Regions from separate parts of the Zea mays genome. Here region 2 is linked to region 1. The links are chromatin contacts, called in public Hi-C maps. All regions are on one chromosome and are shown on one strand. The core of a region is the stretch at or near the end of the contact, and the rest is flanking DNA. Distances in the headings are between cores, read along the strand shown. Region 1 holds the start of LOC100278265. Region 2 holds the start of LOC103640914 (NAD(P)H-quinone oxidoreductase subunit U chloroplastic).

The links. A called contact is a pair of places that touch in the nucleus more often than the background predicts.
Region 2: a contact with region 1 is called in a Hi-C map of leaf, with 4 times the contacts expected there. The contact joins the promoter of LOC103640914 here to the promoter of LOC100278265 in region 1. A contact is called at or near these places in 3 of 25 Hi-C or Micro-C datasets (endosperm, leaf and tassel).

The regions. Positions count from the first base shown.
Region 1 is chr10:17,845,000-17,850,878 of Zm-B73-REFERENCE-NAM-5.0, forward strand. LOC100278265 reads left to right here and starts at 2,134. Exons shown (of 3, transcript NM_001294252.1): 1 at 2,134-2,489; 2 at 2,625-2,692; 3 at 3,786-4,259. The coding sequence starts at 2,153. The coding sequence ends at 4,091. LOC100282332 reads right to left here. Exons shown (of 11, transcript NM_001155244.2): 11 at 4,369-4,951. The coding sequence ends at 4,764.
Region 2 is chr10:18,755,954-18,761,832 of Zm-B73-REFERENCE-NAM-5.0, forward strand. It overlaps LOC103640914 (NAD(P)H-quinone oxidoreductase subunit U chloroplastic), which reads left to right and starts at 3,698. Exons shown (of 5, transcript XM_008664356.3): 1 at 3,698-4,136; 2 at 4,668-4,729; 3 at 5,818-5,879. The coding sequence starts at 3,806. It overlaps LOC100276490, which reads left to right. Exons shown (of 6, transcript NM_001150264.2): 3 at 430-514; 4 at 2,309-2,395; 5 at 2,465-2,722; 6 at 2,913-3,260. The coding sequence ends at 2,986.

The DNA of each region.
Region 1 (5,879 bases), core at 884-3,383:
TTCAATTCAAATAGTGTAGTCATTTAAGTAGATTTCAATTCCTCAAAAACCAAAAGACAGTAAACGGATGTACACAGCCCCTAATAACCCTAAGGCCCCGTTTGTTTCGTTGGAATTGAATTCCATTTTAATAACTATAATTTGGACAAAACTAATTAAGTTCATATATTTATATATGTAATATATTTGAATATTATCCTAAATCATATGAGAGAGATAGTTATATACTACATTTATGTTATATCGAAGCAAGTAGAAGAGTGTGCTATAAGTTGTGCATCGGAAAAATAGTATGTAAATCTATAGAATCAATTTCCATCTCTCACCCCATGAATTTGAGATAGGCTAATATGATAACTTTGGAAAGTAGTGGAATGTCACATTCTAAAAAAATAGCCTATTCCATTAGTAAGATTCTAATTTCTCAAAATGAAAGGAAACAAACGGGGCCTAATAAAAAAACGAAGTTCGACAACAGTCCTAGATGATCCATGATAACTATATATATTGCCGTTACCTTGGCTTATCGGTTCTCTAGACCCTAGCTAGTCACTGAAATTATTTGCCAGGTCTTTGCCGAAATAAATTATAGGCTGATGCTGACATTTGGCATGCATGGTAGTGTGAGCAAATGCTTGTTAAGGACTCAAGATGTCATCACAAAGAATTCAATAAAAAAACTATATATATAGAGAGAGGTCTGTTTCCTGCGAGCATGTATAGAACGAAGTTCTTTTTCTATTATGAAGGAACGAAGCTATTTTGAACCAAAAAAAAAACAAGAAAACATGCATTGATGAATGAACTTCAAGAACGACTTCTACATCATAGTCATGTAAGTGGAACCCTGGGGTTGTTGATGATGATTACAACCTAGCCGCTCTCTCTTTTATGCTAACGATATGTTTATTTCCCTTCTAAATTATATAAATTGGATTATGATGAAAGGATAGGTAGATAAAATATTATTTTGGAACCTAGCTTATTTATGGTTCTAAAGTAATATTTTTCCTACTATTATTCTACTAGAATCCAGTTTATATATAATCTATGAGAAAAAACAAACAGAGCCTAAAAGTGGCACAACACAATTCAAATGTCCATCTTCTAGTGCCACATCTGACTCTTATGTGAAAAGTGCCATCATGATGCCGCTATCAAAATGCAACTTTTGTTCAAAAGAAAACCACACTACGTACTATCACGGCTATCTATCGATCACAAAGAAACCCACCAGATGAGGACCCGTGTACTATGGTGCTGTCATGAGTGCACGCATAGCAACAAGCCCAGAGCTGTGCCGGCCTTGTCGGTGATGTAATTAACGCAGACAAACGGAATATGTGCACACACATATATATATTTATATATTGATGTAGATGGCAATGATGAGGACACACACACTGTCAAAACATGCCTGCATTTTTGTCACCAAATCATGCCACACTGCCAGCCCTTTCTGGCCAAACAAAAAAGGCTAGGATAAGATAAGGATTTATTTGAAGCTAAGATCCGTGTGTGGGCCATGATGATTGACTGACAGAATAATGCCCTAAATTAGTGCATGATTTGTTTGATATATAGGGATTACGTACCAAAGAAATATATAGACAGCACACGTTTGAAATTTCAGGTTTAGATAATGTGTACATATATATGATGGTAAATCTGTTAAATTATTGTGTAAAGATCTGTTTATTGGGCATGCATGATGCTGTGCTCAGCTTATTATTATAAAGGGGTCGGTATGTTAATTAATCAATTCAACTGTGGTTAACTGAATGTAATTTAGTACCAAATTCACCTGATGATTTTCGTCGCACAGCTGGGAACGGCCTGCTGCATGAGGCCCCCTCATCAGCTGGGAAAGGCAAAAATGCATAGAATATAGCTAAATGAAAAGAAAAGGCGCACGCACCAGTCACCAGTCTCACCACCCACCAGCCAACGTAAAATTGATCATTGACCAGTTCGCCGAGTACTTCTTACGGTTTTGCCCCTACACTTGCGCCGGGCCCACATGCCAGCCGGTACTAATTGGTCTGCGCCATGCCACTCTGGCACTCTGCCCTCTCTCTTCACCTGAGACTGAGAGCGCTGAATAATAAGCTCACTCACACACACTCGCCCTGCAAACGAGCGAGCATCCTCCATGTCCAGGCCGCTCTCTTCCTTCTGCCTCCACCGGATCAGGTCCGGCGGCACCGCGTCCACCGCCGCGCCTCCATCGATATGCGCCAACAAGGACGACGGCGGCGGCGGCGGCGGCGGAGAGAGCAGGTCCCTAAAGGATGGCAAGCAAAAGGACGAGTGGGAGGAGGCTAACGAGAAGGGCAGCGCAGAGGCCGTCGTCGTGGGGAGGAAGGTGATGGTGGCGGCGGCGGACGGCGGCGGCGAGGAGGCCCGCACGGCGCTGCAGTGGGCGCTGTCGCACGCCGTCCGGCCCTGCGACACGGTGGTCCTGCTCGACGTCGCCAGCGGCAAGAACCGTACGTGCGTAAGCTGCGTGTGACCAATAACCATCTATTTTAAGTCCTGCTGGTTACAGTACAGGCTCCGTCGCGTGCTTGAAAACAGAGGGAGATGGCTCTTCCTTGTTTTTGTTGCGTGGTCGTCTCGATCAGGACGCGATCCGAGAGGGAGTCCGCACCTGGAGGCCTTGAGGAGCATCTGCCAGGCCAAGAGACCAGAGGTAACTAACCAGCACCAAAATTAGCTGAAGACATCCTCTAGCTAATAGTTTAGATATGAGATATTGTTTAGCAAATTAACTAATATTTAACTAGCTGATTACACTAGCAATTTTTTTAGCTAATTAGTTTTAGTGCATTCAAACATCACCTAACTAAATGTGACGTCAAAGATTAAGATTGGCATTGATGTTGGCGTTCCAAAGCTACAACTGGTACGCATTCAATGGCTTAGCGACTGTCGAGTCCCTGATCTGATGGCATCCATCCCATAGCCCATAATAACTGTACCCTGGTCCTTCCTCCTCCCAAATAATTGACCTCTTTGGGATGGTACAACAAGTAGTATGTGTTGAACAAGTTGCGTTCTCTTTGGTGCGTACATGCAACAGAATCCAATTAATGTACGATAGTAAGATTCAGTTGTTGACGCATGGCATGTCTGCGTACCTACGATAACAAGTATTCTTGACAGATACTTATCGTGTTGCCTAATCAGTAAACAGTGGTGTTTCCAAACAAGGACCACTGTTTACTGATCCGTGCGATTCGTGGAAACGTCCAAGACTGTACCTTTCGTTGCTGGAGTAATGTGGAGTGACATCACAGATCTCTGAATCTGATGCTGTAAAACTCTTTGCCGACACCTCAGGAGGGTCACTCCATGGCATTTTTTTAACCTTTGGGTACCATATATAGACGAAGAAGTGTCCATCGAGCAGTGAGTTAGCAGATGGAAATTCCCGTATAAATAGAGACATACAGGTGGTAGGTCGTTGGAACGCCCACGAGACATGGCGTTCGTTCCATGTCAAACAGAAACAGTGCAAAGAAAAGAGGGGCGGGCCCTGTTACTGTCAGATCAAAGGGGAAAGAGAGATGCCAACAGCACAGAGCTGCCATCGCAAGCAAAGATCAGACAGCTAACAACGGGAGCGGGGGGGCAGCATGTGCTAATCATCAAAGGGGTACAGGCATGTCGTCCTAGACAGGATCGATCATGTCCCCCCACCCCATTTCCAGCTTGACTTGGAGGATGCCTCCTGGCTCCTGTGTGCCCAATGCAAGCTGCTGATAATGTGTTTGTTCTGCCAGGTGTGCGTGGAACTTTCGCTGGCGGAGGGCGGCAAGGACCGGGGGCCGGCGATAGTGGAGGCGGCGAGGAAGCAGGGCGTTTCGCTCCTCGTCGTGGGGCAGAAGAAGCGGTCCGTCACGTGGCGGCTGCTGTCCATGTGGATCGCCGGCGTCAAGGGCGGGGGCGGGGGCGGCTACACCAGCGCCGCCGACTACTGCGTGCAGCACGCGGCGTGCATGGCGCTGGCCGTCCGGCGCAAGAGCCGGCGAGGGGGCGGCTACCTCATCACCACCAGGCGGCAGAGGGATTTCTGGCTCCTGGCTTGACTATAGTGGAATAGCGAACGGAGTGGCTCAGGTTTATAGGCATAGTATTTATGGGCCGCAAAAATAATAATTAATGCAGTAGATTGCTGTGGGCTGTGTTTTGTTGCTGTTTTAGAACTGACATGATATCATGGATTGCGTTTTTGCAATAAAAATCAAGCAGCATAACTTGGAGTTGTGTGCCATCCATAAGACTTCCATTGTACTCTGATAGCATCACAACAGTCAAGGAATTGGATACCTAGATGAACAGCTTGATAAGTAGGTGTAGACGAGCTGAGAAAAGCTAATGAATTGATCAACAACCAAGATTAAGTGCATTTCGCATGAAACACAGATAAATCTATATCGTTCGACTTACCAAAACAAATCACATCACTTCCAGATAGTAAGATGAATAAGTGCCTAAGTAATAACGTCATGATTCTTGCAGACCACAAGGACGATAAATATAGGCAGGTAATTCTACCCCGGGCTATCAAGGTGGCGTCATACTCAAGGGAAAGAACAACGAAACATAAACAATGAACACGACAGTGCAGCGTGCATGGCCATAGCAGTAACCAGCTGTGGCGCTCTTCTGGATTTTAGTTTATATACAGGACATTGCTCTAACCTCAGCGTCCACTTGTACAAAACCTGAGAAGTGAACATGATGCAACAGGTTGGGATCTAGGAGGCAGGGGGAGATTCTTGGAGACGGTACATTGTGATCTCTTGCTGCTTGAAGTACCTCCGATCTTCCTCGTCCACAAGGACCAGATTCAGGTAATACTTGACGCTGAATTTGTTGTTTATGTTGCGGTAAGTCGGGGTCAACTCATAGGGTGTCAGGAACAGCCTCACTGGAATAGATTCACCTGCGAAACAATTTGATTAGGTTAGGTATGCAGCAAACCGACACCAACGTCATTGAAAAATGTTACGGCCTAGATTGGGCAGGCTACATGCTAGAATTAGACCAAACCCTGGTTCCATCCATGTGTAATTCAAGGACAGATCATAATTTAGTCAGATACCAGCTCAACCAAATGGTTCCAATGTGAAAAGGCAGGTAAGCAACACCAGCACCAGATTCAGGCTTCAAACTGTACGTGGTATTGGATAATTACAAATGATGACAGTGAACATCTGAAGAAAAGTTGTTAATTTATGCATCATGGTCCATTTGCCAAGATGAGCATCATGATTAGGGTATGCAGCAAACCGACACCAACATCATTGAAAAATGTTATGGCCTAATTCAGGCAGGCTAGACCAAATCTTGGTTCCGTCCACATTCCACGCAATGACAGATTATAATTTAATCCAATACCAACTTAGAGGGTGTTTGGTTTCTAGGGACTAATTTTTAGTCCATCCATTTTATTCCATTTTAGTTCATAAATTATCAACTTACAGTGTTTGTGTTGTTCAGATGGTGGGCTGGCCCATGTAACAGAGACCGGATTAGTAGCCCAAAACAGGCATAACTAGTCGACCATTACCCCTAGTCGGACGACTAATCATGATTAGTCAGCGACTAGGACGACTAATCGCTTCCTAGTCGCTCTAGTCGAGTCGGAGACCCTAATCGAGCTCGCTCTAGCGATAAGGCCGACTAATCGCGATTAGTCGGACGACTTTAAAACCTTGAACGTGGATAGGGAATCAGGTAACAAACAAAACAACAGCAACTACATTCAAGCTTCAAACCACAGAAGGTACTGGAAAAATCATGTCAGTGAACATCTCAAGAAAAGATGTCAATGTATGCATCATGGTCCATTTGCCATGATGAGCATCCAT
Region 2 (5,879 bases), core at 2,448-4,947, 910 kb after region 1:
TGAAAGGATCTTCTTGCTTCGTTATTTCTTTTCCTTTCACAAAACTTGCATCTTGATCCATGCAGTTTTTATGCTTGCTGCACTTTTTAAGAATTATTTCAGTGATGTTAGTTTTCCATCCTTACTACCTTCAAAACAATAATAGTTTCTTCATCTATGTGAACTATAACTTCGCTCCTAATATCTATGTGGTTGGGGCTTGGACTCTGAATCAAGACCAAGCAGCTGGGCATACTGGGATTATTATGAATGGCTAGGTTTACTTTGTACTAGAAACCCCAAATAATGTAACCCATTAAGTGGGAGATTTATGGTACATGTAACCTGAGACCTAAGTTGTATAGTGCAAGCTTAACTTTGGCTAAAAGGCCCGTGCAAATTTTCTGTTGGAAATATAAGTTATTTACATATTGTGTCGTTACATTTCAGACTTCTATTGTAACGACCAGACGAGTATTTGAAAGGATTGTAGTTCGTCATGTTTCACAAAGAACAGCATGGAAACTTCTCAAAGGTAATAATGCCTCTCTGATGAGGTCTCTTGATATTTCGAAGTCCTACCACTATGCATTGGGTTATTGTGGTTTTATGGATCCTCTGTTTGGTGACAATAGGCATTGTATTATATCATCATGTTCATGTAGGGAATTTTAACATCTGATGCTTTAGAAACCATTAACTATAAATATGTCAAACCATGTATTTTTGTCAACAGGCTTGACAAAAAATGTGGATCACATTACTTTGTACTTCTGTTAAATTTCTTAATCATATGTCCCTCCAGTGCTATCTGGCATGATTCTTATATCTGTTCTGATATTAATGTGCTGTTAGATTTCTAGAGACATGCCCTGTGTCTCAAATAAATTCTGTTTTTACAGGAACTAAATGAATAACCTAGAACTTAACTCTTGGCCTTTTAAACTTTTCAGTCCAATTAGTTCTTACAACCTGTGAATGGTGTGATATTTGTAAATTAGATGCCAGAGCACTAATCTTATTTCACTTTGATCCTTGTGCTAGCGGCTCTCGCATGAGTGGAGTCTAGAGAAGGAATGACCGAGGCAAGCCTTACCCTTGTATTTTTGTAGCGCAATCGTGGCTGAGTCTTAGCCTTGTGCTTTGGCGTGAGACTAACGAGGGGATTTTTTTAACCTCAGCCTGAAATTTGCTTCCACGGAAATTTGAACTCAAGACCTTAGGAGTGTTACTCAGACCCACCTAACCAACTCAGCTAGAGGTTATTTCGCATGATATAAATTCTATGAACATTTTTAACCATATTTTCACTGAAATAGGTGTAGCAAGTGGAAAAACATTGAATGGAGTTCTCACATTTTGATTCCTCATTAATGGCCATATATTTTGACTTTAAATGGATTTAGCCATGTATACCAAGGAGTACTATAATCGAGACTAGTCAGATACCCGTACATTGCTACAGTTTCTATATATCATATGAGTAGACTTTGTTTTAATAAAACATAAAAATGTATGTATTATATTGGTTAGGTGGGTGTGATGTGGAGCCAACAATCAAGATTTGAACACATACTTGTGCATAATTTTACCTTATTTTTTCCATAAAGCGGGAATTAGAAGGGTGATGCACAATGACTATGGAACCGTGGAAATTGGTGAATTATATAGTACAGATAATCGGATGACTGTGCGTGCATTATTACGGTTTCTATATATCACATGGATAGGCTTTGTTGTAATAAAACACAAAAGATGTGTTATGTTGGTTATGTGAGTGTGAATGTGGAGCTAACAACTAAGGATCAAACTTCCACTTCTATATAATTTTATCTTATTTTTTCATAAATCGGGAAGGGGGATGGTGGCGCATGACTGTGGAACCATAGAACCGTGGAAACTGGTGCTTTATATAGTAAATATTAAAATGAGATCAACATGTATGACCCACTGGAAAAGGCAAATGCATCCATTAGGAACAGAACTCTCATGAACAAGCTTGTTCTGCCTTTACTTTTGGTTGAACTTGTGATAACCAACCCAAACTGCCAAAAAATATGGTGTTGCTACATTTGTATCAATCTTTACCTGAGCTTGTGTTTTTGCAAGCTTATGCATGTACCTCCACATGTATAGATATGCTACCTACATTTTCTTTCTGTGGTCATATGATATGTTGACAAGGTCACAGATATACTCTCAGTATATGATGACACTTCTATGAATCTATGTATCTATCTCGCTCTCATCTCCCAATTCATTTGTTTCAATTTATGGCTTATTATTATCACAATTTTTATGCAAACTATATCTAATTATATTTCAATAGATGCTTCAAAATCATCAAAAAGGAAAGCTGCAAGGGGGATGCCAACTCCACAGTACACATACTGTGTTGCCAGAACAACTTTCCGAGGTCTGATTTGCTTGTATTGGGTTTCTTCTTTTTCCATTGAGAGTTCTCTCAACTTTTTTGTTTGGACAGCACATGCACTGGGAATAACCGCTGCTTGGGTAGTGCAATCCATAATTGAAGTATACAGATGTTTCATCCGTAAGCCTAGTGAGGACTGTGAAGCACTATCAAGCGACGGCAATGAACAGTTTGACGATATGAATAAATTCAGATTGTTTGGGAGGAAGATTTATGGGATTACCATCAAAAGTTGTTTCTCTTTGGTTTTGGCCTCAGCTGGAGCAGGCATTGGTGCCCTCGTGCATCCAGTGCATGGACAATGGTTGGGTGAGTCATAATTTCCCTTCTGTCTTGAGTGCATATACTAAGACACTACACAATACTTTTGCAAGCATTCATTTAATAGGAATACATATATATTTTAAAGTTTCACTTTGAGCTAGCAGAATAAGGTCAGTGCATTAGCGTCAGTTCAAAGTAACATCGCTTAACTGTACTTTTTTTTTATATCTTGCAGGTTGTGCCTTGGGAGATGTTGCAGGTCCAATTATCGCTATAATTGTTTTTAAGAAGATGCAGCTACCACTATGAGAGACTGGATTTTTGGCGACCACTGGTTTTGGGTCCCTTGTGCAAGTCATGGCCTTCAGTCTTCTGTGTGGTTGGAGATCCCTGATCTAACTTGAAAGTTCACAGTTGATGAATAACAGCTTTCACCTCAGTGCTCGTAGTTTTGTAGCTCCCTTTACAAGATGCCTTCGGGTCTTGTGGGACATGAGCATGTACTTTTGCAGTTTTGCTAAATTTTGTACTGTCTCAGATTTGAAGGATCCAAACAAGAAATTTAATTTTACTAGATTTGAAAGGAATTGGTTTGAGAAGTAAACTCCATATCTATGGCGCCTTCCGTGATAGTACCTCTCATCAACCGTTTAGGTTATCTGAGTTCCTATCTCATTCTATCTCACATCCTGTTGAAAACTTTATTCTACAAATAGCACTATTTACAATATAAAGGATTGTTTTGCATGAACATTTATACGCACCATCTGCTGCTGGATACAGCCTTAGACTGAGACATTGAAAAAAACAGCCAAATTTTAGACAAGTGAATCAACGAGCTAGCGCCTGGCTAGGTCCAACCAGTTGAATTAAACCACCTGGCAGTAAACAGATTACAACACTGCGCTGCAGGCATGCAGCGGTTCAGTGTTGGACAATGCAGCTGCAGTGGCGGACATGGTCCAAAGACTTCGCATTCAACTTTATTTATTGCATGTAACTTTGAAAATTAAATAAGATGCGAAATAAGAAAAAGGGAAAAGTTGAAATCGTTTATTTCCATCCCCTCCTCCCTTATCTCCCGCGCTCTGCTCCTCCCAGTCCCAGACTCCCATCCTCGTCTCCGCCATGGCCGCCGTCGGCATCCCCTCCCCTCCGGCGCCACACGTCTTCGCGCCCGCCGCATCTCCTTCCTCCTCCACGTACTCCACACTGGCCCCCCGCCGTCTCCGCCTCTCCACCCGACTCGGACTCGCCGCCGCCGCGGCGTCGTGCCGTACGCGGTGCGCCGCCGCTGCCGATGGCGGGGCCGCGGCCTCGGAGGGTGCCTCTGCGGTGGCGGAGCTGGAGGGGGACCCCGACGCTGGCACAGACGTTGCCGGAGGCGCCGCGACCTCCACGCGGCCGCCCTACTCGCTCATCTCCGCGGACAACGTGCAGAAGGCGATGCGCGGCCTCGGTGCGTCTTTCTTGATTCATTTGACGCGTTCGACTCATCTGTTGTTGTTGTTGGCATGTGAATTGGGTGAAGCCAAGCTGCTTAGAAATTTTCAGTTTGGGGACTGAGGCGCTTTATTTGAAGCATTTATATTTTAGATTCTAACAGGGTTACAATGTTATGCGGCAACGAAAAGTGTAAAGTATCTCGGTGAAAAAATAAGGGAGGGTGGATGTCCGTATAGTGCTTACTGATAATTCATTTGCACTGGATGATGTTTGTTTGGTGTAGCATGCTGAAGTGTCTGTATACCGATATTGTTTTAGTCCCCTTTTCAATTATTGTAGGATTTCATGTAGTGGATAACTTTGGATGATGATTAATTTATGTTAAATGTATAGTGAGTTGCCACATGGATATATAGTGTGATATAATGGCATTTGTAAGTTCCCTTGTGCAGGAAGTTAATTAAGCCACAATGTTATGCCTGGAGGATGTTTCTGCTTTGCACACTACTGTTGTATATTGAACAATATTTCCCCAAACTTGCAGCAATTACAGATGCTGACCACTATGGGAGGCTTGGAGTCACCAGGCTAGCTTCTACTGATGAGGTAGATTGAAATTGTCCACAAGTGTAGTTCTTTTCTTTCTTTTAAAGGATCCCATGAGCTTTAGCTCTAGACTCCTTCGGTATTTGCATTAAGAAGAAGACCCTCTCACTCAGCCTCAGCTTGAAATTTGCTAGAGTTCAATTCAATATCTGAGGAGTGTTATTTAGACCACCTAATCAACTCAGGTAGAGGCCCTTTCACCTTGACCAGTTAAATAATGAGGCTAAACAATCTCCATACCACTGTGCTATTGGCCTACCGCTGAAATAGTATGCAATTATGCATATCAATACAATGGCATTAACAAAGTACCTGGTAGATGCAAAGACCGGCAAATTTTTGCAAACTCAAGTTGGTACCCAACAATAACAGTGACTAGCTCCATTATAGCCAGCTTCCTACTTGCAACTGACAAACATGCTAAAGTTAGATAGTATTATAGCTACGCTATGATGTTATGTTCACAATGACTATCTTTTGGAATATGTATATTTGAGCACTCAATTCTAATATTGAAAATCTGTGCCAAAGAAACTTTTAGCTATATCTTGGTGAGTATTCAAGCTAAAAGCCCAAACCATACACTATTGAGATTCAGTTAGCTCTGGAGTCTAAAACAACCAGATATATGCATAAACTAAATTTGCATGGTCATCACGTGCATTGTGATTCGTTCATTTAGCTCATAGAGACCAAAAATCCAGAGCCTGAAATCCAGAGACTGGATAAGTCAGTCTTGTACCCTTTTAGATTTGCAGGAACAATTTTACTTGTATACTTTGTTTACTACTTAAAAACTTCATGAACTGCCATTATTTGATCACTAGTTGGTAGATACTTTCTGCTGAGTACTAAGATCCTTTAAGGTATGTTTGGTTTGAGAATGGTCCATCATCTTCTCCTCTCGTTTTTTTGTTTGGTGGTGGAATAGATGGGTTGATTCTCCACCACCTCATCCTTAAAAAGCTAATAACAGGATAATTCCACCAAAAAATCATGAGATGAACTCATGGTGTACCACCTCATCTAGGATGGGGTGATTCCTCAAACCAAACAACCCTTAGTAACTGAGTTTGGCCTTGAAACAGGTAAAAGCTGCGTACGAGAAGATGTGTGAAGAACTAAATAGCAAAGAACTAGAAGAAGAGGA